Linked DNA regions of Mus musculus: region 1 is linked to region 2. The links are chromatin contacts, called in public HiChIP or PLAC-seq maps. All regions are on one chromosome and are shown on one strand. Each heading gives the region's core, a stretch centred on a gene start, on an enhancer-like site or on the middle of the called end of the contact. The rest is flanking DNA. Distances are from core to core; before and after follow the strand shown. Region 1 overlaps Slc44a5 (solute carrier family 44, member 5). Region 2 overlaps Slc44a5 (solute carrier family 44, member 5).

Evidence for each region. HiChIP or PLAC-seq counts read pairs in DNA pulled down with a chosen protein or histone mark.
Region 1: a contact with region 2 is called in an H3K4me3 HiChIP or PLAC-seq map of the SCID.adh cell line, with 28 read pairs. The contact joins two enhancer-like sites. A contact is called at or near these places in 7 of 484 Hi-C or Micro-C datasets (DN3 thymocytes, the G1E-ER4 cell line, embryonic fibroblasts and 4 more), 4 of 115 datasets of contacts at active chromatin or transcription factors (the SCID.adh cell line, T-cell acute lymphoblastic leukemia, embryonic stem cells and 1 more) and 1 of 9 other capture datasets (embryonic stem cells).

What each region holds. Positions count from the first base shown.
Region 1 is chr3:154,180,326-154,185,360 of GRCm38.p6, reverse strand. The region is part of intron 2 of Slc44a5 (solute carrier family 44, member 5); the gene reads right to left. Among named protein-coding and RNA genes, the nearest start is that of Gm32399, 11 kb to the left of the region's middle. Within about 2 kb of position 2,205, at least 34 of the 459 cell types and tissues checked have an H3K27ac peak or open chromatin away from gene starts, as enhancers often do. A contact at or near this core is called in the SCID.adh cell line, where this site is marked.
Region 2 is chr3:154,093,998-154,099,204 of GRCm38.p6, reverse strand. All of the region lies in intron 1 of Slc44a5 (solute carrier family 44, member 5), which reads right to left. Gm40185 (a long non-coding RNA gene) reads left to right here. Exons shown (of 3, transcript XR_003954594.1): 1 at 1-5,207. Among named protein-coding and RNA genes, the nearest start is that of Gm40185, 2.9 kb to the left of the region's middle. Within about 2 kb of position 3,489, at least 2 of the 459 cell types and tissues checked have an H3K27ac peak or open chromatin away from gene starts, as enhancers often do. A contact at or near this core is called in the SCID.adh cell line, where this site is marked.

The DNA.
Region 1 (5,035 bases), core at 956-3,455, 87 kb before region 2:
GATTGTGTGAAGCTTTCCTCAGATATCTTGCTTACCTGATCTTGCATTGATTGATAGTGTTCCCTATGACCTCTAGGCTGTGTTTATCCTTTCCAGATTGACGTATTCCTTAGCCAAGGTCTGTAGGGCTGGTGTAGTGGAAGTGTCTGGTTCCTCTAGGAAGTGTTTACTTCCCTCTTAATGTTAGTAGCTTTCTAGGGTGGACAGGTGATCTTTTACACCTTTTCAGTTCCTTTTGTTTGTAAAAGTTCCTGTTTTAAAGATGCAGTGTTATTCTGATGGGCCTACCTTTATAAATTGCTGACCCTTTTCTCTTGCAGACCTCAATATGCTTTCCCTTACTGGTAGGCACCAGGAGTAGAGTAGATGGGGGGATTGTGAGCTCAGTCAATGGTCTGAGCTTGGGGGCCCCTGAGTTTTCTGTGGCACAGCCAGGGAAGCCTGGTAAGGGTCTAACCTAGAGATCTGAATCCAAGCACTTTGCCAACCCAGTACCCGATCATCATGATTAGACTTTTCCAGTTGTTTTGGGGTTTGTTTATTCCTCCCATAAACAGGGAGCTGAACTAAAAAAAAACTCTAAAGTTCTTTGCTAATTGAATGGGTAATTATTTAATCTGGTTTTGTAAATATTTAACAATGCTTATTCCTTTAAATTCTCCCAGGTCAGTGTAGTATGTAATCATGGGTACGGCTCCTTTCTCCCACTTCTTTCCATTTGGCTAAAATCTTCACATTTATATCTACCTGTGATCGCAGCTTTAGTGTTCCTACAAACTCGGCTATGCTTGTTGACCTCCAAGGACATGCAGCCTGGTAGTATTTCCCAAAATCCCTCAGCACCTTCCCATTCACCTGCTTCGTGGTAGGCAGGTGGAGAAGAGTGAATTTACCGATGCTTTCCTCACCCTCCTTCCCTATTGTGCAAAATGAGCAGAACATTTTCATTTCCAACGCCAGCAGCGAAAATGCCCCACTGCCATGACACAGAAGGGCACGCACTCAAAGACAATATATTTATTTAGTGGATAAGAACGTCTTTTCACCAGAAACAGAATGAACAATCATCTGCAGAGCTTTAAATAGCAAACATCTGTTTTTCCCAATGTGTTCCCAACACCCGCCCCCCCCCCAACCTCTTGATTAGTCGTTCTCTGAGAACTGTTTCTGAAAGACATAATGAGGCGGTCTAAGGATGAGTTGTAAACCATCTTCAAAATAAACGAAGAAAAATGTTTCTGCTCTGGATAAGGCTGGTTTAATCCAGATCTTCCAGTTCCCACCACACAGACAGGTCGTAGTTCTTCCATCAGTTTGCTCTGCATCTACAGTTCCATTAACTAAGGCAAGCAAATCGCGATGTAAGTAAGTAGCATGGAGATCGAGGCAGTGCCATGGTCTGCCAGGGCCATGCTGTCCACAGTGCTACCAGAGGGCTTTTGCTCAACCAAGCCAACCATGGCAACGTGGGAAGTAATGAAGCAAAGCACCTCAGTGAGTAGGACACAAGTTCAGACACACACCGTGGACTGGATGTGCACAGGCTGAGGAGATGGACCAAGCAAGCACCAAGACCCATGCTCAGATACTCAGAACCTGGCAGCCTATCTGCAATTCTAAACTCAGAAGACCATGCCCAAAACAAGCTACAGAGCAAGACTAAATGTATTGATGAGCTCTGGGTTTGATTGAGAGACCCTGCCTCAATGAATAAAATGGAAAAACAATGGGGGATGATTCCAGACATCAACCTTAGGTCTCTCCATGCACATGTACCTACATGCATGTGTGCATGCCCACATTCACACAAATATGCAAACATAGACACATACATGCACACACACTCGTGTGTGAGCACAAACACACACACACACACACACACACACACACACACACACACACATACACACAGCTGATCTTGTTCCTCCCAGAGCTTGAGACTTATGCACACCCTCACCAGGAAGCTATTTAGTTGGCATTCCACATCAACACAGCTACAGCAGAGGTCTTGGTTTCTACAAAAGCAACCTCACTGAGGAGCCATCTTTCCATATCAGGCAAAGCCGCCATTGCTTGTTTCCTGTTTCTCTCAAACCTCACTATACTTAACATTTTATCATCACTTGCTTGTCGGGGCTAACCCCGGGGCGGGAAAGCAGCTCAGGCCACCACAGCAGCGGCTTGTGGTTTCTCACATCACAGTGAACAAGGAAGTGGAAGAACTAGGTACTGGGATGGAGCCTTTCACAACCATGTCTACTGACCAATGTCTCTACCCACATCCCCATCTTCTGAAGGTCCCACAGCACTACCAACTGAGGAACAATACCTAAGTCGTAAGTACCTACTATCAGCCATCATGCCGTCTGAAACATATGACAGGACCTATGCACAAAATAGATGCTTAATAAATATTTACTGAATGAGGATCTCTGAAAACTTATCTCACGAAGCAAAGCTACATGAGACCCTACTCACTAAAAGGGGCCTTTTCTCACTGTACCCAGCCTCTCTCCTCTCACTGAACTGAAAACCCTTGTTGGTTGCCAGTCCCTTTTGTTATGTATAAAATCCCTCAGAACAAGGGCAACTCACAACTATGCTACCATCACCTGATATAACTCTTAACCTGGGATAAATTCATATTAATGAGTATCACAGGGAAGAAATAAGGCTGATAAGGGAGACACAGAACACAGAACATGTGGATAAAGACAAAGATAAAACCCAAAGAGGCTGGAAATGACCACAGACATCGCTCACATTCCAGACAAAACTGTCACCATGCACCAGTGAAGCTGATTTACATCAGAAGGCTTTAAAGTCCTCACTGAGTGTTTGTGCTTGAACTACCAAATCTCACCATCATGGGGGGCCTTTGGTTTGATGTGAGCATTCAGATATATAAGCAAGAGATGAGCACCTGGACTCTGGGTATCTGCATGACCAGTGTGATGGGACACAGTTCAGAACTTGGAGCCTTTGATGAAGTGGCCATGGGGCCCGGGCCCTGTGATCCTGTGTTATCTGAGCATGCTGTATCAAGGCAGGTCAGATTTACAGGTCCTGGATAAAAACCTTCAGCTTATTTAGTTTACCTCATTCTTTTCATGTCAAGGTAAAAATCATTACAGTATTGTGAACATTTGCTTGATCTGTGATTCGAGTCTGGAAAAATAAAGTTCAAATTGTGTCAAGCCAAGCCGACCTTCGGCAGTACAAGCTGCCTGTTGCCACCTCAGGGAGGAGACAACTTTACTTGGATTTTCTGTTATGGCAGGGAAGAAAACCTCTCGTGAACGAGGACATATAGTAATAAAGTGCAGATATTTGGGGGACAGGGGAACATGGACAGTAATTTTCAAAGGAAGATATACAGATAGACAATGATCTATGCAAATAATTAGGGAAATGCAGATCTTCTTTCACACCTGTCAGAAGGCTATTATAAAAAAAGACAGACGATAACGAGTGTTGAGGCAGATGTGTGGGAAAAGGAGTCCTTGTCTTCTGTTGATTAAAGATATAAATTGATACAGACATTATGGAGGACTAGGTGGAAATTGCTTGGGAATTAAACACGGAATGACTATGATATCCACAAAGCCCAGTTCTGAGTATCCACACACGTATGAGAACCAGTCCGCGGAAGGAATGTCTGCCCTCCACATTCACAGTGGCAACACTTACCAAAGCCATGTTATGCCGTCTAAATGATGCCAACAGATGAACAAGCAGATACATGAAATGCAATGTATGTGCTCAGTGCAACAGTGGTCAGCTATCTGCTACACAGAGCATGAGTAGATCATAGAGCATCCTCCTAAGTAGTTTGTGCCAATCACAAAGAGACAGACACCACCAGTCTTCCCTTTTATATGCAGAGTCGGAGTAGTCGAACTAACAGAAGCAGAACACAGGACAGTGGGAATCGAGGCTCAGGTGTCGGGAGGGTGTGGACAACGATCAAAGGGTATAAGCTTCGGACAGGAAGAAGGTGCCAGTTCTCTTAGATCTAGTGCACACCGACACGTACAGCCAATACCAAAACTGCTAAGAGTAAACTTCAAAATCTCATCACAAAAAAAAAATGTTAAATAGTTGAACTGATGGACATGATAACTAGCTTAATTTAGTCATCCATTATATTTATAATTCATAACATCTCTTTATACCCTATAAATGAATGCAATTATAAGTGTCAACTCATAATGACTTTACAAAGAATCTCGGTGTTTTTGAGAGCAGCTGCAGAACAGCACCATTCTTTACGAAGAGAATGCCTTCCAATGAGTGATCTCTAACAGTTCATCTAGAGAAAACCATCACCCAAAACAGCACACACAGCTAGCCTCCCTCACAACTAAGGATTGAACAGACCCGTGTCCGCCAAGGGAAATTCCTAGCCAACACAGGTTGTAGAAGACAACACAGCACATATCTACAGAGCAGCAAAAACTGGTAACAACCAGTCTACACTGTTTCCAAGTCTATGAGCTACAGCATGGCTACAGAACAAAATGTGGGGACAGTAGGCTGGGCCAGCGTCAGGAAGGCTGGGTCCTTTACAGGATTATTAAACAACAAAGCATACAACTTCATTCGGGGAACTTCCCTAAAGCTCTGGAAAATGAAAAGTAGCCTTGCACCCAGGGAGCTGAAGGGGTTACCGAATAGGAGGAACAACAATATGAACCAACCAGTACCCCCCAGAGCTCCCAGGGACTAAATCACCAACCAATGAATACACATTAAAGGACCCATGACTCTAGCTGCATATATAGCAGAGGTTGGCCTAGTTGGTCATCAATGGGTGGAGAAGCCCTTGGTCCTGTGAAGGTTCTATGCCCTAATGTAGGGGAATGCCTGGGCCAGGAAGCAGGAGTGGGAGGGTTGGTGAGCAGGGGGTGGGGGAGGGGATAGGGGGTTTTCGGAGGAGAAACCAGGAAAGGGGATAACATTTGAAATGTAAATAAAGAAAATATCTAATAAAAAATATGTAAGAAAGAAAGAAAGAAAGAAAGAAAAAAGAAAG
Region 2 (5,207 bases), core at 2,240-4,739:
ATAAAATGCCGGGAAGGGAGCAACCACTTCCAATCCCAGCACTGGACAGGCAGAGGCAAAGCAGATCCCTGAGGCTCACAGTCTAGCCTAACTAACAGGCCTCTTGTCCCAGTGGGAGAGCCTACTGAGGAAGACCCAACACACACACACACACACACACACACACACACACACAGCACTCACACGTGTGCACATGCATATACACGTGCACTAGCACACACATGTGTGCACATAGAGGTGGGAAGATTTTAATTCTTTCTCTTCTCAAAATAAGAAGAAAAACTATGTCCTCCTTCCTCTTTACCTGCTCCCTCTGCCCTTCCTTCATCCCCTCCCTCTCTCTCAAATTTCTACCATATCATAGACCCAGTAGCAGGCAGTGGCACTCCCAGGCTAGGAATAAAGATAAGTAGTCCCCCAAGTGACCACCAGTTTAACCTGGGCTGTGGTCACAGGAGATACCTGAAGAAGATAAAGTGCATTTCCTGGTCTGACCTGTCAAGGAAGAACTGAGTTTTTAGAGGAAGATGCATCCCAGACAAGCCACCATCTAAAAGAGTAGCTAGTAACTGACTGCACAGCAAGGAAGGAGGGAAGGACTCCCAGACTCTTGGAAGAGCATCCTCCTGCAAGCCCTTGGAAGTCAGCATGGAATACTAAAGAAACTGTAGACGTTCTCTGAGCTGCCTGATGGGGTGAGGCGTGTGGTGCTAGATGAGGCTGGTTATAAGGAAGTCGGGGGCACATCCTTGAGGTCAGTTGAAGAAGTGTTTGCTGACCACTTACCCTGCACCCAACACCAAGGATGCAGGGACACAGACCTGGTCCTTACTTACCCTCTGTAAGCTTACCACCTGGTAAGAGAGCCCAAAATACAAACAGAACTTCAATATCATGTGTCAGGTGCAATCATGGAGGACTCTAGCTGGGGAGAACTCACTGGAGTCGTGAGAAGTAAGGAAGAAATAAGCAGAGGATGGTGTAAACAGAAGTATGTTTCTGGCCAAAGAGGGAAGCTAGAAGTGAAAGCTCACAGGTAAAAAGGTGTGTTGTGTGTGATTTACCTGAGAACAAGTGTCCCAGACTTGCTGGGTACACAGCATGACAAATGTATTGTTCACAAGAGCAAAGGGAATGGAAAAAACAGATATTGGAGGGCACTGGTGTCCTAAGAGCTCCAGCATCATATAGGTTCCGAAATGCTGCAGAGTTTCAGTCAGAAGAGCATACACTTAATGCTGATCACTGATAACAGCATCACCAATGGTAGATTTGAGGGAGACAGGCATGGAGGACAGTCAGCAGACTCCAATGGCTATGATGAAGATACAATAAATGGATAGAGAATTGGATGCAACCTTGAGAGGGTTTAGGAGGCAAGAGCTATTCCCAGCATGTACACAGGGGCTCACAACTGCCTGTAACTCAAGAAATCTGACCCCATTTCTAACCTTTTCAGGCACATAAATACATGCAAGCAAAATACTCATATACATAAAAAATCTAAAATGCAAATGTTCTAGCTCCACTTTCTATCACCTCCCATCAAGGCCATCGGTTTATGACTCCCGGAAGAATTAACCCATTCATTAGGTCAGAGAAAGTCTTATAGGCTTTTCCCAGTCTATCAAACTGATAATCAAGATTAACACACATAGCCACTGTAATCTAGAAGCATCCCTGTGCAAAAGCAGCCCTCTCAAAACCAACACGTAGAAGTGGAGAATAGCTCCTCTATGAGCTGCTTCTATAGGCAAGTGACTGGAGCAGCAGTACTACTGATCTGTACATGAGTCACCCGCACTGAATACACATTCCCTGTGCTGTCCATAGGACAGAGCCTTGCTGCAGAAGCTCAGAACATTTTGTTCTTGAACTCTGGAACTCTGGATACAAATGGTATCTGTAATATTATGCTAATAAGAAGTGGTATTGTAAGAGAGACCATCATTAAAGCAGTCTGCATTGCTGCCGGGTGGCCTGTCTATTTCCAACTTTATGTAGAGTGAGTGGCAATTTGTAGCCTAGTGCCAGTAGCTGAAATGTGGTTAGAACAATAAACATATTCACAAAATGTAAGCTCAGCTTTTCAGGGCTTCAATATCTTAAAAAGAAAGAAATAAATAAAAAACGAACCCTTTCCTTCAAGATTTTTTTTAATAGAACTGGAACATCTGAACTAATTTATAAATGCACAATTCCCTGCATATTTATTTAATCAATTCACCTATAACACTGGCCATTTGTATGAGACTGTATAGCTCCTAGACACTTTTAGAGTCCATTCAACTAATTCTGATAAATTATTCAACGGGGGCAAAGAGGGCTAGGGAGATAGCTGTTGCAGGATATTTGATCACACTGTGAACCCTGAGGTTGTGTTCTTTGCCAGAAAAACCTGTTTCTAGTTGAGGTGTGGCTCAGCCTTAGCACACACCTTTAATCCAAGAGCTTTCTGCTTGAATGTTGTAAGCGAGATTAAATAAAGCCAACCATGGGTCAAGTGATGGAACAAGCAACCAGTTGACCGTAAGTGAACAAAGGATCGTTAATAAAAAAGAGAGAGTAAGGGAGCCGGGAGGACAGAGATGCACAGGAAGTAGAAAGGAGGGACATTCAGTTTAAAAAAGGGTGTTTTGAGACAGTGTGAGAGAGGTGCATGCCTCCAGGGTTGTCAGCTGAGGAGGAAAGGCACCTGGTGCTTTCTCTGCCTCTCTCAGCATCAGGCTTCTACCCCAGCATCTGCCTTCTGTGTCTTCATTGGTAAAATTGAACAAATGGGATTTTGTTTTAAAAACAAAAAACAGTTCAGCTGTTAAGAGCTCTTCTGCCCTTCCTAAGGATTCAAGTATGTTCAGTTTCTAGCACCCTAAGTGGGTAGCTCAGCACTGTCTATAACTAAAACTCAAGCACAAAGGTATACATGCAACACCCCCTTCTAGCCTCTGTAGCCATAAACACATGTGGCACACATGCACATGCATACTGATCTAGACAGTGAAACTGAAATCATCCACAAATCTCTGTTGGTTTTTTTTTTTTTTTTTTTTTTTTTTTTTTTTTTTTTATGGTGGTTCAAATGAGCAATGCCCTGCATGGAGACACGTATATTTAAACACTTGGTTCTCAGTTGGTGGCAGTGTTTTCAAGGTTTAGGAGTTGCAGCCCTGCTGAAGGAAATGTCTTACCAGGGCAAGAGTTAGAGTAAGTACTCTCACCCCACTCCAGTTCACATCCTCTCTGCCTTTATGTTTCCAGTTCAGACTGTGCCCCTCCCCCACCCTCTGTCTTTCTCTCTCCCTCAGCTTCCTGATCTTAGTAATACCTCCCCACCAATGATGGACTCTATGCTTCTGGAAAAGTAAACCCAAATAAAGTCTTTCTTCTATGTTGCCTTGACCCGTTCGTTACTTTCCTACCACTCTGATCAAACACCATGACCAAGACAACCTGTAAAAGAAAGCATTTACGTGAGCTTACAGTTCCAGAGGGCTTAGAATCCATGATGGCAGAACCAAGGCATAGTGGAAGAAACAGCTGAGCGCTCACTTATTGATCTGCAAGCAGGAGACAGAGGGCACATGAGTCTGCTAGGAGACTTTTGAAGCCTCAAAGCCTGACCCTAGTGACACTCCTCCTCCAACAAGGTCACACCTTCTAATCCTTCCAAAATAGTTCTACCAACTGGGGATCAAGTATTCATATACATGAGCTTACGGACGATATTCTCATTCAAACCACCAGAGTATTATTGTTGTTGTTGTTGTTATTATTATTATTTTATATTGCCAATATTCTCACAACGGGAAAAAAATTCACATCAACCCCGAGTAAGCCTTTTTCCTATTTACCTTTCCCACCCTTTCCCAGCTTGTAGCCAACTGCCTTGTCCTTGGATATTTGTTCAATGTCGAGCAGAAAACTGAATTAGTTTTCTACTCTTACACAACTCATCATCTCTAAAAGTTGACATCCTTGGAAAGTCAAAATATGGGGACAGTTTCCCAGTTATCCATCACAACAACGTTAAGAACTGTAGGGGAAATGGCAGTACTCCACTATCCAAAAGTAACAGAATGATTGAACACGCTACAAGGCTAATTGCATAAAAGACTGTGCACCATTTCGAAGGTTGAGAGTGGAGAGGAAGCGGCTATATGAGAACTGCTCACACACAGCTTTCACAGAGACATGGGGTCCCTCTGAGGCTCTGACGGGTAATTAAGAACATCTATCACTACTCTGTGTAACCTGTGAAGACACTCTTGCTCTGCTCGTTCCCATCTCGGAACAAGGCAGTGGTATTTGGAGCCACTTCCTTCACATCCATTACTAGATAGATCCTCATAATATCCAGAGGTAAACTACCAACCACCTATGTCAGCTACTCTTTAAGGAGTAGCAACCTATTTGTAGTCACTATAGTCAGTAAGGCTTGGTGAGTGGTTCATGGATGAGATTCCAGAGTTAAAGAATGCCAGCGCAGACTGGGTGAGAAGTCAGTCCCACCATGCTGCCTATTTGAATGCAGATTGATATCCACTCCCAGCCAAAACACAGAGAATTTATTTATTTTTCCTTCCCTTTCCTAGTCTTATGTCACCCTGAAACCAAAAAGCACATGATATAGCAAAATATTATGGTGTAAAATGAAAAATATATTACACCTTTGGGCTAAAAAAAATGTTGTGCTTATGAGACAAATGAAAAGCAGAATCGATGTGTCCTGCCTCTTAAAGTGAAGAATTGCCCTTCAAAAAAGAAAGGGGCCTTCAAGGATGTCTTATGAATTTTTAAAAAAAAAAAAAAGTTCTTTTACACACAACTATTTATGAGCAATCATCTCCTGAGACACCACATAAAGATCTTCTACACATTTAGATGTTTCTGTAAAAACAATGAGGAGTGACCAGAAAGGATCAGAGATTTTGAGAACAACAAACCTCTCAAAGCAATCCTCAAAGCAATATTTAAAAAGCTGGATGAGATCCACCAGTGCCGTTAAAGCTTTGGTTTTCAAACACCCTTGGGCTCTAGCTTAAAACCACAGTGCAAACCACACTCAGGAGAGAAGAGGGTGGGTGCTTCAGAGAACACAAGGAAGCCTGCAGTTCTGCTGATCACCCACCATCACAGCTAAAATGAAACCCTACCAAAGAAGTCTTCCATGAACGCTATAGGATACGCAGCCCTGTGGAACCCAGAGA